3 separate regions of the Zea mays genome follow, and regions 2 and 3 are each linked to region 1. A link is a contact called in public Hi-C data. All regions are on one chromosome and are shown on one strand. The core of a region is the stretch at or near the end of the contact, and the rest is flanking DNA. Distances in the headings are between cores, read along the strand shown. Region 1 holds the start of LOC100194363 (Histone-lysine N-methyltransferase ATXR3). Region 2 has its middle 150 kb from the start of LOC100277035. Region 3 has its middle 4.5 kb from the start of LOC103641104.

What was found. Hi-C and Micro-C count contacts between places; a contact is called where the count stands out from the background.
Region 2: a contact with region 1 is called in a Hi-C map of leaf, with 5 times the contacts expected there. The contact joins the enhancer-like site here to the promoter of LOC100194363 in region 1. A contact is called at or near these places in 5 of 25 Hi-C or Micro-C datasets (bundle sheath, ear, leaf and 1 more).
Region 3: a Hi-C map of ear shows a contact between it and region 1, with 1.8 times the contacts expected there. The contact joins the enhancer-like site here to the promoter of LOC100194363 in region 1. A contact is called at or near these places in 5 of 25 Hi-C or Micro-C datasets (bundle sheath, ear, endosperm and 2 more).

What each region holds. Positions count from the first base shown.
Region 1 is chr10:58,272,913-58,275,612 of Zm-B73-REFERENCE-NAM-5.0, reverse strand. LOC100194363 (Histone-lysine N-methyltransferase ATXR3) reads right to left here and starts at 1,357. Exons shown (of 21, transcript NM_001359479.1): 1 at 1,065-1,357; 2 at 1-946. The coding sequence starts at 827.
Region 2 is chr10:57,959,737-57,962,436 of Zm-B73-REFERENCE-NAM-5.0, reverse strand. No RefSeq gene overlaps it. Among protein-coding and RNA genes, the nearest start is that of LOC100277035, 150 kb to the left of the region's middle. Within about 2 kb of position 1,361, at least 14 of the 20 cell types and tissues checked have an H3K27ac peak or open chromatin away from gene starts, as enhancers often do. A contact at or near this core is called in bundle sheath, ear, leaf and 1 more, where this site is marked.
Region 3 is chr10:57,793,903-57,796,602 of Zm-B73-REFERENCE-NAM-5.0, reverse strand. No RefSeq gene overlaps it. Among protein-coding and RNA genes, the nearest start is that of LOC103641104, 4.5 kb to the right of the region's middle. Within about 2 kb of position 1,377, at least 17 of the 20 cell types and tissues checked have an H3K27ac peak or open chromatin away from gene starts, as enhancers often do. A contact at or near this core is called in bundle sheath, ear, endosperm and 2 more, where this site is marked.

The DNA of each region.
Region 1 (2,700 bases), core at 108-2,607:
TCATGAGGAAAACGGCCCAAGATGCCTGGGCTCCTCTCGTGCTTATCACGCCGATCCCGTGTTGGTGGCGAGACCTCACGAATTCTCCCAGACAAATGTCTGGCAGCAGATGAACTCTTTCCTTCTCCCTTCCTGCGATGTTTTGATCCTGACTGGTCAGAGGTGTCAGTGTGGTGCTTGTGGTTACTGCTATGAGGCTCTGTTGGCCGGTTCTTCCTTACACTGCCACTGATGCCGCTCTCTGGCTTAATTTCACCAGGTTCTTCATCAGAATCCCGCAAGGAGCCTTTCTGGGCAGACGAACTTGGCCTCCTGCTGTTATCATGGGCCAGTTGGGACTTGGCATCCCGCCTTTTTCCTGGCAGTGCAATCTCCCCTGGCTCCACATCATCCTTGATAGACTTCCTGGTGCTCTTCCCAGAAGACTTTTCCTTCCTCTGCCTCTCTGGCAGCAGCTCTACCTTCTCAACGTCCCCGTTTCTTCTTTCCTTCTTCAATGGCACTGCTTGCTTTGTACTCACAATCTCCCCAGGCTCCACCTCCACAGCAGCTGCGGAGGCTGCCAGCACCTTCCTCCACTTCTTAGGTGGCATGCTCCTCTCGGGCAACCCATTGGTCCCGGCCTCCCCATTAAGCAGCTCCCCCTCCTCCAGGTCAGCAGCTGTCGCCGACTGCTGGTTCTTCCAGTGCTGGTGCTGGTGGCGGTGGCCATGGGCCCTCTCCCCCTTGTCCGGCATCGCTTCTCCCGCTCCTCCTCTCCTCACGAGGGCGCCGGCACGGAAGCTCTCGACTGAGCGGACGGCGCACGCGACTCCCCCATCTCCCATGGAAAACCTAGCAGGATGTCGGGGGCCGTCGTTCGCCACGCTGTGCCCCACGGTGCGCTTCAGAACCCTAGCTCCCCTGGGCTCTCCACGCTCATGTCCGTCGCTGGCACCGCAAAACCCTAATCACAGAGCAACAGTGTTTCAGCCAAGGGCGGAATCAAGAAGCAGCAATGGCAGGGGCGCGAATTGGCGCGGGGAACTGGCTGGATCGAAGCGGCCGCGGATCGGCACGCGTACCTGCGGGGAATTGACGAGTGGCGTCTCAGATCGGGAGATCCGCGGCGGAGAGGGCTCGGTAACCGGCGGCGAGCTCCCACTCCCGCGCCCTGCGCGCGGCCAAGGAAGCTTCCGGGATTGGGGGCTCCACACCTCGCGCGCTCTCGCGTCGTAGCCTTCGCGGGCGCGCTCGCTATCGCCTGGGTTTGTGTGTTGGCTTTTGGGGACTAATGGCTCGTTTGTTCGTAAAGCCTCCTCCGCGACCGCGGCCTCGCTCTTCTGAAGGAAGGGGGGCAAGGAACGAAGACGGACGCACTCTATCCCTCTCCCGGAGGAGAGGAGGTCTCATTTTATCGGGCCCTTACCGACCAACGCTTTTCCACATTGCACCATAGATTTGCGCCGTATTTGCATGTTAGTCCTGGTGTGAGAAAAAACATATCCCGTACATATAAGCGTGGTGCATAGTGTATATATTAAATTATTATTATTCATTTCACCATTAACATCTATGGTTGCTTTGTATATTCTATAAAAAAACATCTTTCAAGCAGAGTAAGGGTAGTAGAGGATAGTGATAGAAGGTGATCATTATAAAATATACATAACAACTAAAGACATTAGATCTATAATAAATAATAATAATTTAATATATCCATCATATACATTAAACTCTCATTGTACCAGATACATTCTCTTGTTTGTTCATGTGGCTAAATCAAATTTTCATCATGTTTTCTCCGTGTGAGATTAAGGAACCTCTCCGAGCTATGGATAAAGTTCCGAGCAAATAAGCGCGTGTACAAAAACATTTAGTGTAGGTTTTTTGGGAGATCTCTACAAAGCTAATTAAAAAAATACAAAATACACTCTTCATAAAAAGTATGTTTGTACATGACTCTTCATATATATTATCCTTCAACTATAATTATATTAAGGATTATATTATATAGTCTCTTTACGAACACAAGGTTGACTTGTTCCTTGTGTTTCGGCTTGATGATGAGTGATTGTCAATGGGTAGCACTCTGGGTAATCAGTGGACTGACCAGAGTGTGAGATTATGCTTGTGCAACCATGTCGGTCGACTTGTGGTGTGCAGGTGTGGAGCACAGGAACGGTGGTCGACGACTGAGGTGAAAGTCATGCGGGCTCGTACTGATGGACCCGGAGCGGTGAAGGGACGAGTGATGGGTCTTGACTGGCGGATCAAAGCAGTCAATTGACCAATCGTGGTGGCTGACACCTGTGACACACACTTATGCGAGGACGTGGTGGAATGGACCATGTTGCCGGTGTGGTCAGGGACTGGCGGGACACGCGTCTGATCGTGGAGGACGTGCACGAAGTGCGGTGCTCACGGCAGGTTTGGTGGTTTGGGCCTCAAACCCACCAGAGTTTGGGCCTCAAAACTCGGCGGTGGCGGTTCCGGAGGGAACTGGCTGCGGCACGCAGCGTGATCGCGGAGGGTGCGTCAAGGCGAAGCAACTCCGTGTGAAGGACGTGGTCGTCGGATCGAAAACCTATGAGTTGGTCCATTTCTCCCTCGGTGGAATGGATAGGCTCTATGTAAATAGGTAGGAGTGGAAACGGATCGAATACGCACAGATACGAATACGAATGTCACAATTTACCATATTTTTTCCGAATTCAGATA
Region 2 (2,700 bases), core at 112-2,611, 310 kb after region 1:
TCCATCAAGTTTCAAGGTTTATATTCGTGGTTTCGAGAGTATCTAGCTAGTTTGCGAACTTCTCCCCGTTTCACAATGATGATTCCTTGTCTTTTCCCCCTTTTTACTTGGAGACTTCAACTATTCGAAAAAATCTACATCACTCCAAGTGGACATCAAATGCAAAGTACTCTATGTCTTTTGAAGACGAAGGTCAATGCGTGTAGAGATCTTGCCTCTTGGTATAACCGATATGGCTTGTTTTAAGGTGAGAACAGCAGCACCTACTAGTTGTTAATTGATATATATATTTCCTTGTAAATCGGCCTCAGGTTCCCTTGATGGTCAACAATAGCGAAAGTGTACATGTATTTTATGTGAGACTTCTCCCCGTCCACACTGGCAAAGGGCAGTGAGAAGTAGGCCTGGGCATCCAGTGCTTCGATTCAGTTCGGTTCGGTTCCTCGTTTTTTCAGTAAATTTGGTTCCCAGAAAACTGGAACCAAAATATGTATCCAGGACAGGTGGAACCAAAAAATTCGGTTTCGGTTCTTTCGTTTCACTTTGGGTTCCTAACCGAATAGACCGAAGTCTAGCAACAAATAGCAAAACAACACAATTTTAGAAGTTTAGCAAAAGTGCGTATATGACCGGATGGAGGATTGTGATTGGGAAGGATTTGGAGGAATTATGTGCTTATATACTGAAGATTTGGGAAGGCCATATTGGGATATGCCTAAAATTCTATTGATGTATTGTGCTTCTATTATATTTTAGTTTTTTCGGTTAATTCGGTTTGCTGAGGTCTAGAACCGAAACTACTTCAGTTCTTTCGGTTTTTCTAAAACATGGAACCGATATTTTTTAATAGTTAATTTGTTTTTGGTTCCCATTAATTTGGTTCGGTTCTTTGGTGCAGAGAGTCGCAGAAACAAGATACGGAGCAGAAAGCGCGAGTGCCAGCAGCCAACAATGCTGTCGTCTGACTGCAGCAGATAGCAGACAGCAACACTGACTGGAAACACCGATTTTACGTCCACATTAGAGGAACCAAAAAAAAAATCTATAGAAGATTGCACTCGACATTCCTTCCTTTGCCGTCACATTTCACCAAGCGAAAAAAAATCTGAAGGCGGCCACCAGGACCGATTTCCTTAGCTTCCACGTGCCGTGCTCTTGCAAGAAACTTCGCGGGAAGTTGACTTCTCACCACGCGTTGATTTCACTGCTGCTAATCCGACGGCGATTGATAGCGCTAGCTAGTAGAGTCCGAAAAGGAATCAGGCAAGTCAACGTTTCTTTCAGCCGAGCTGAGTAGGTGTCATGATGAGGTGAACACACAGGAGAGGCAGAAAGCAAAAGGTGATGGATCCAAAAGTTGGATACGCGTGCTGACCGATGTTGCTAGTCCACGGGACAATAATGGCCAGCCAAGTCGCAGCCTGCTGAGACTCCTAGTAGCTTGCACCGCACAGTATCAACACTGATGGACCTACCATACCAAGGACTGCTTGTTTTCACATAAATTGTGCATAAATTTTACAAGGACTATTTTTATTGAAAGAACGTAGCAATATAGAAAATTTCCTATAATTCACTCCGCAGATGGCTGCATTTATCAGCACATTCATGTAATCGTAGATTTATTCATAAACTACCTACTTATTTCTCACATAAATTTCTTTTTGGTTACTGTTCGACACCAAAAAGAGAGGGCGGACGGTCCGGCCCTGAGGCCGAACGGTCCGCGGTCCGGACGGTCCGCGCGTACGCAGAACAGATTAGGGTTCCGAGTTTTTTGCTGTGTTTGTTGGCTAGATTCTCGGAATTAGCTTGGGAAGTTTGTTTGTAAAGGCTCCAGCCCCCCTCCTCTATAAATAGAGAGGTATACGACCGATTTGTAATAATCAATCGAATCAACAACACTTCTATTTCGCATTTTATCCTAGGAGTAGTTTTAGTCTAGTTTAGGTTTAGCCTCTAGATCTCTAAATTCTCGCTTCTCTTCGACTCTACGCCGATTAGAAGAGTCTAGGTCGGCCTGCCGAGCCTAGACATCACCTAAGATCTCTCCTCCCCGACGGGGTCTCTCCCGGGAGCGAGATCCAGGCCGCCGCCGGCGACTTCCGCCGCCCCTGCGTACGTGCGGACCGTCCGACCGTCAGGCAGAGGACCCTAGCCCTGCGCCAGGCCACGGACCATCCGACCCTTGCGCGCGGACCGTTCGCCCCTGACCAGAGAGCACCGCCACAGTTCTTGTTGAGTGTTTGGCGCTCTGAAAAGGTGTCAACATACTTTTTGGCGACTCCGCTGGGGACAGCGAATATAGACGCATCAAATCGGCCCTCAATGGCCGGTTCAAAGGATAGCTCTGAAGTTTCCACCAGCAATATCATCACACCGACATGGGAAACCTTGCCGACTGAAGAACAGCTCCTATTCGAGGAGCGCCAGGAGCAGCTGATCCAAGAAGCAAAGGCGAAGTTCCTGGCCGACTTCAAAGTGGACAGGAACAACAAAGTCGTTCGGCAACGGGCGACAGATTTGGCTTCGCTCCGACCTACTACGATTACCCCCAATGTAAGTAGCACCAACGAACTCCAATCTCTTAAAGCTTACATAGACGAACAGCGAGAATAGTTACAACGTATCGTAGGGGATATACAAAATGATCATAAAAGGCTAGTGCGTGTGCTTGATAAGCCTACTATGGCAAATCTT
Region 3 (2,700 bases), core at 128-2,627, 480 kb after region 1:
CTCAGTTCCATACTCCTGTGAGTATCAAAATTCTAGTACTGCATGCCATATATTCACGTGGTCTCACACATGCAATCTCTTCTCTGTGCAGGGACAATCTACGACATCAAACAACCCTCAGGGATCGCCGAACTAGTCTAGCTACCCACCTCGCTGAGATACTTTCTGCACATGATCTTATGTTTGTTGGTGTTGTTAATACTTTGTGAGATAACTTGGTCTGAACTAATTGATGTTGGTAATGCTTTGTGAGATACCTGAGATTTATGTTTGTGAGCGTTGGAGACTTATCTTTGTGTTCAAACTTGTTTGTTGTGGTGATATTTGTGAGAGTTATAATCTTTGTGAGATATGTGGTGTGTATGATGTATGTGATGATTCAGTAATATATGTTATGTATATGTGATGATTATGTGATATATCTTTTGTTTGTTTGGATGGAATAATAAAAACAAATAAAAAAGATGTATTTTCTGGTCACTTTTGCTGGGTGTAACAATCGGCAAAGAGGTACTTTGCCGAGTGCCATGATCATAGCACTCGGTAAAGAAGGCACACCTGGGAACTGGTAAAGCTTCTTTGCTGAGTGCTTTGTATGAGGTATTTGGCAAAGAAGCAACCTTTGTCGAGTGCCTCCTAATGCACTCGGCAAAGGAACTAGAAAAGGGGCCCACTGGGGGCTTCTTTGCCGAGTGCTAGTCCAACAGATACTCGGCAAAGAGGGAGCCTTTGCCGAGTATCACGGAGGACACTCGACGAAGGCTCCGTCACCGTCACTTGGCACCATGACGGTGACTTTTCTTTACCATGTACCAGGTGGCACTCAGCAAAGCCTTTGTCGAGTGCTCGACAAAAAGTACTCGGCAAAGAAGCCATTGTCGATGTACAGTTCGCTGAGACTTCTATGCCAACAGATACTCAACAAATACTTCGCCGAGTGTTTTCCAGATTTGCTGAGTGCCTGAAGCAATGTAAACCCTAGCATGGGGTCTTAAAACTTGGGTCATTCAAGGAATAATAATTGAAGTCATTAGTATGTGATTGACTATTAGTGCATGTTTCTTTTCTTCTCATGAATACTAAATGAACATATGAAAGTATGCATCATGTTGGAGTTTTGGATGAGCATTAAACTCAAGCTTAAATATAAAACAAAGTTATCCTTGAATTCTAATTTGAAGTCTAGAAATTGTGGGAGTATAAGTATTATAGTAAAGAAAGAAATTCAAAACAGAATAAAAAAAAGAAAAGAAAATGTGGGGAAGGAAGGATAGGCCTTGGTTTGGGCCAAGTGGCCATTTCGGCCCACCAAGACCACGCCTACGGCCTGCTTGCGCCCCTGATCTTGGCCCACAGTGGTCGCACCTGCGCGCCCGTGTTACCTGGCATGTGGGGCTCTTGACTCTTGAGCCAGTCACCTGATTGCACATCATCTCTGCTGGTGGGGCCTAGCCGTCATCTCTCATCCCCGTCATCATAACCCGAGCTAGGCGTTGCAACAGAAGCCAAACTTCCTGGCACCAGCTGGTGAACTACCGTCCGATCCGCGTGGCATGAGGCGTTGGACCGCACCCCGTTTCCCATCAAAACCCAGCACCTCACTCGCCTCGCATCGCCAGACCCAGAAAATCCCAATTTTGTCGTGAGAGAGAGCACTGCCGAGAAGGAGAGATAAAGCCGCTGTCGTCAGGGCGAATCTGTGCTCGAGGTGTCTCGTCATTTCGTCAAGGGTCTGCGGGCACCTCCATGTGGAGTTCAGGGGCCGTGGACGGTCAGAGCTCGGTATATTTCTCGTTGGAGATTGAATCTACCGTAGACCACGATTCTCCATGGTCAGGCCTCTGTACATCGTCCCTGCCGGTGAGGAACCGTTACCCTGCGTTCGCCATGTCCTTCACTACATATTGCACAATTTAGATTAAAATCTAGGGCCCTTTTGCATGGTGTAGCTGAACTCCGGCCATCTCTCCGTTGTGGGGACTGGCAGTGCCACCGCACTCTAGTTCGGCGCGTGAAGACGAACCCATCGTTGTCCGATGCGGCTCGAGTGGATGAGATTAGAAGCCACGTACCCCTTCGCAGCTTAAGATCTGAGCCATCGGATCTCGATCCAGTGGTAGTTGTCTCGTACCGATTCGATTGGGGATCTCGGTCGTCCGATACAGATCGTGCATGTGGGAATCAATCTAAGGATTTTAAATCTAGGGCGTTAGTTTTCCATTGGAGGGCTCTCGGTTCTGCACTAGGTCGCGGGGGTGGGACCTAATCCGAACCCCCGAATTTAAATCCAACGACCCAAAACTCTCCGTACCCATTCACCAAGCGCCTTTGCTAAAAGAACCTTGAAAGTTTTTATATTAGAACCCGTCGTACTATGTTACATACATAAGCCCTCAAATTGATTTTAAAATTATAGATAGGGCCCTAAAAGAGAAATAAATTTCAAAAATTCAAAATTAATTCATTGTAGCTCCGATTTGACCCGTTCAAATTGTGTTGGCTTCATATTAGTATTGTCTACATTATAAGAACAATTGTTTTATTGTTCTCAGAAATAATTAGATACCTTTATATTAGAATGACTTTGCTAATCAAGGTTAATGTGACATTATGAATCTAGCCATGACTATAGATATGATTCTAACATAGATATAACATAGATTAAAAGTTGGATTAATTACCTAAATGTGATATTTTATC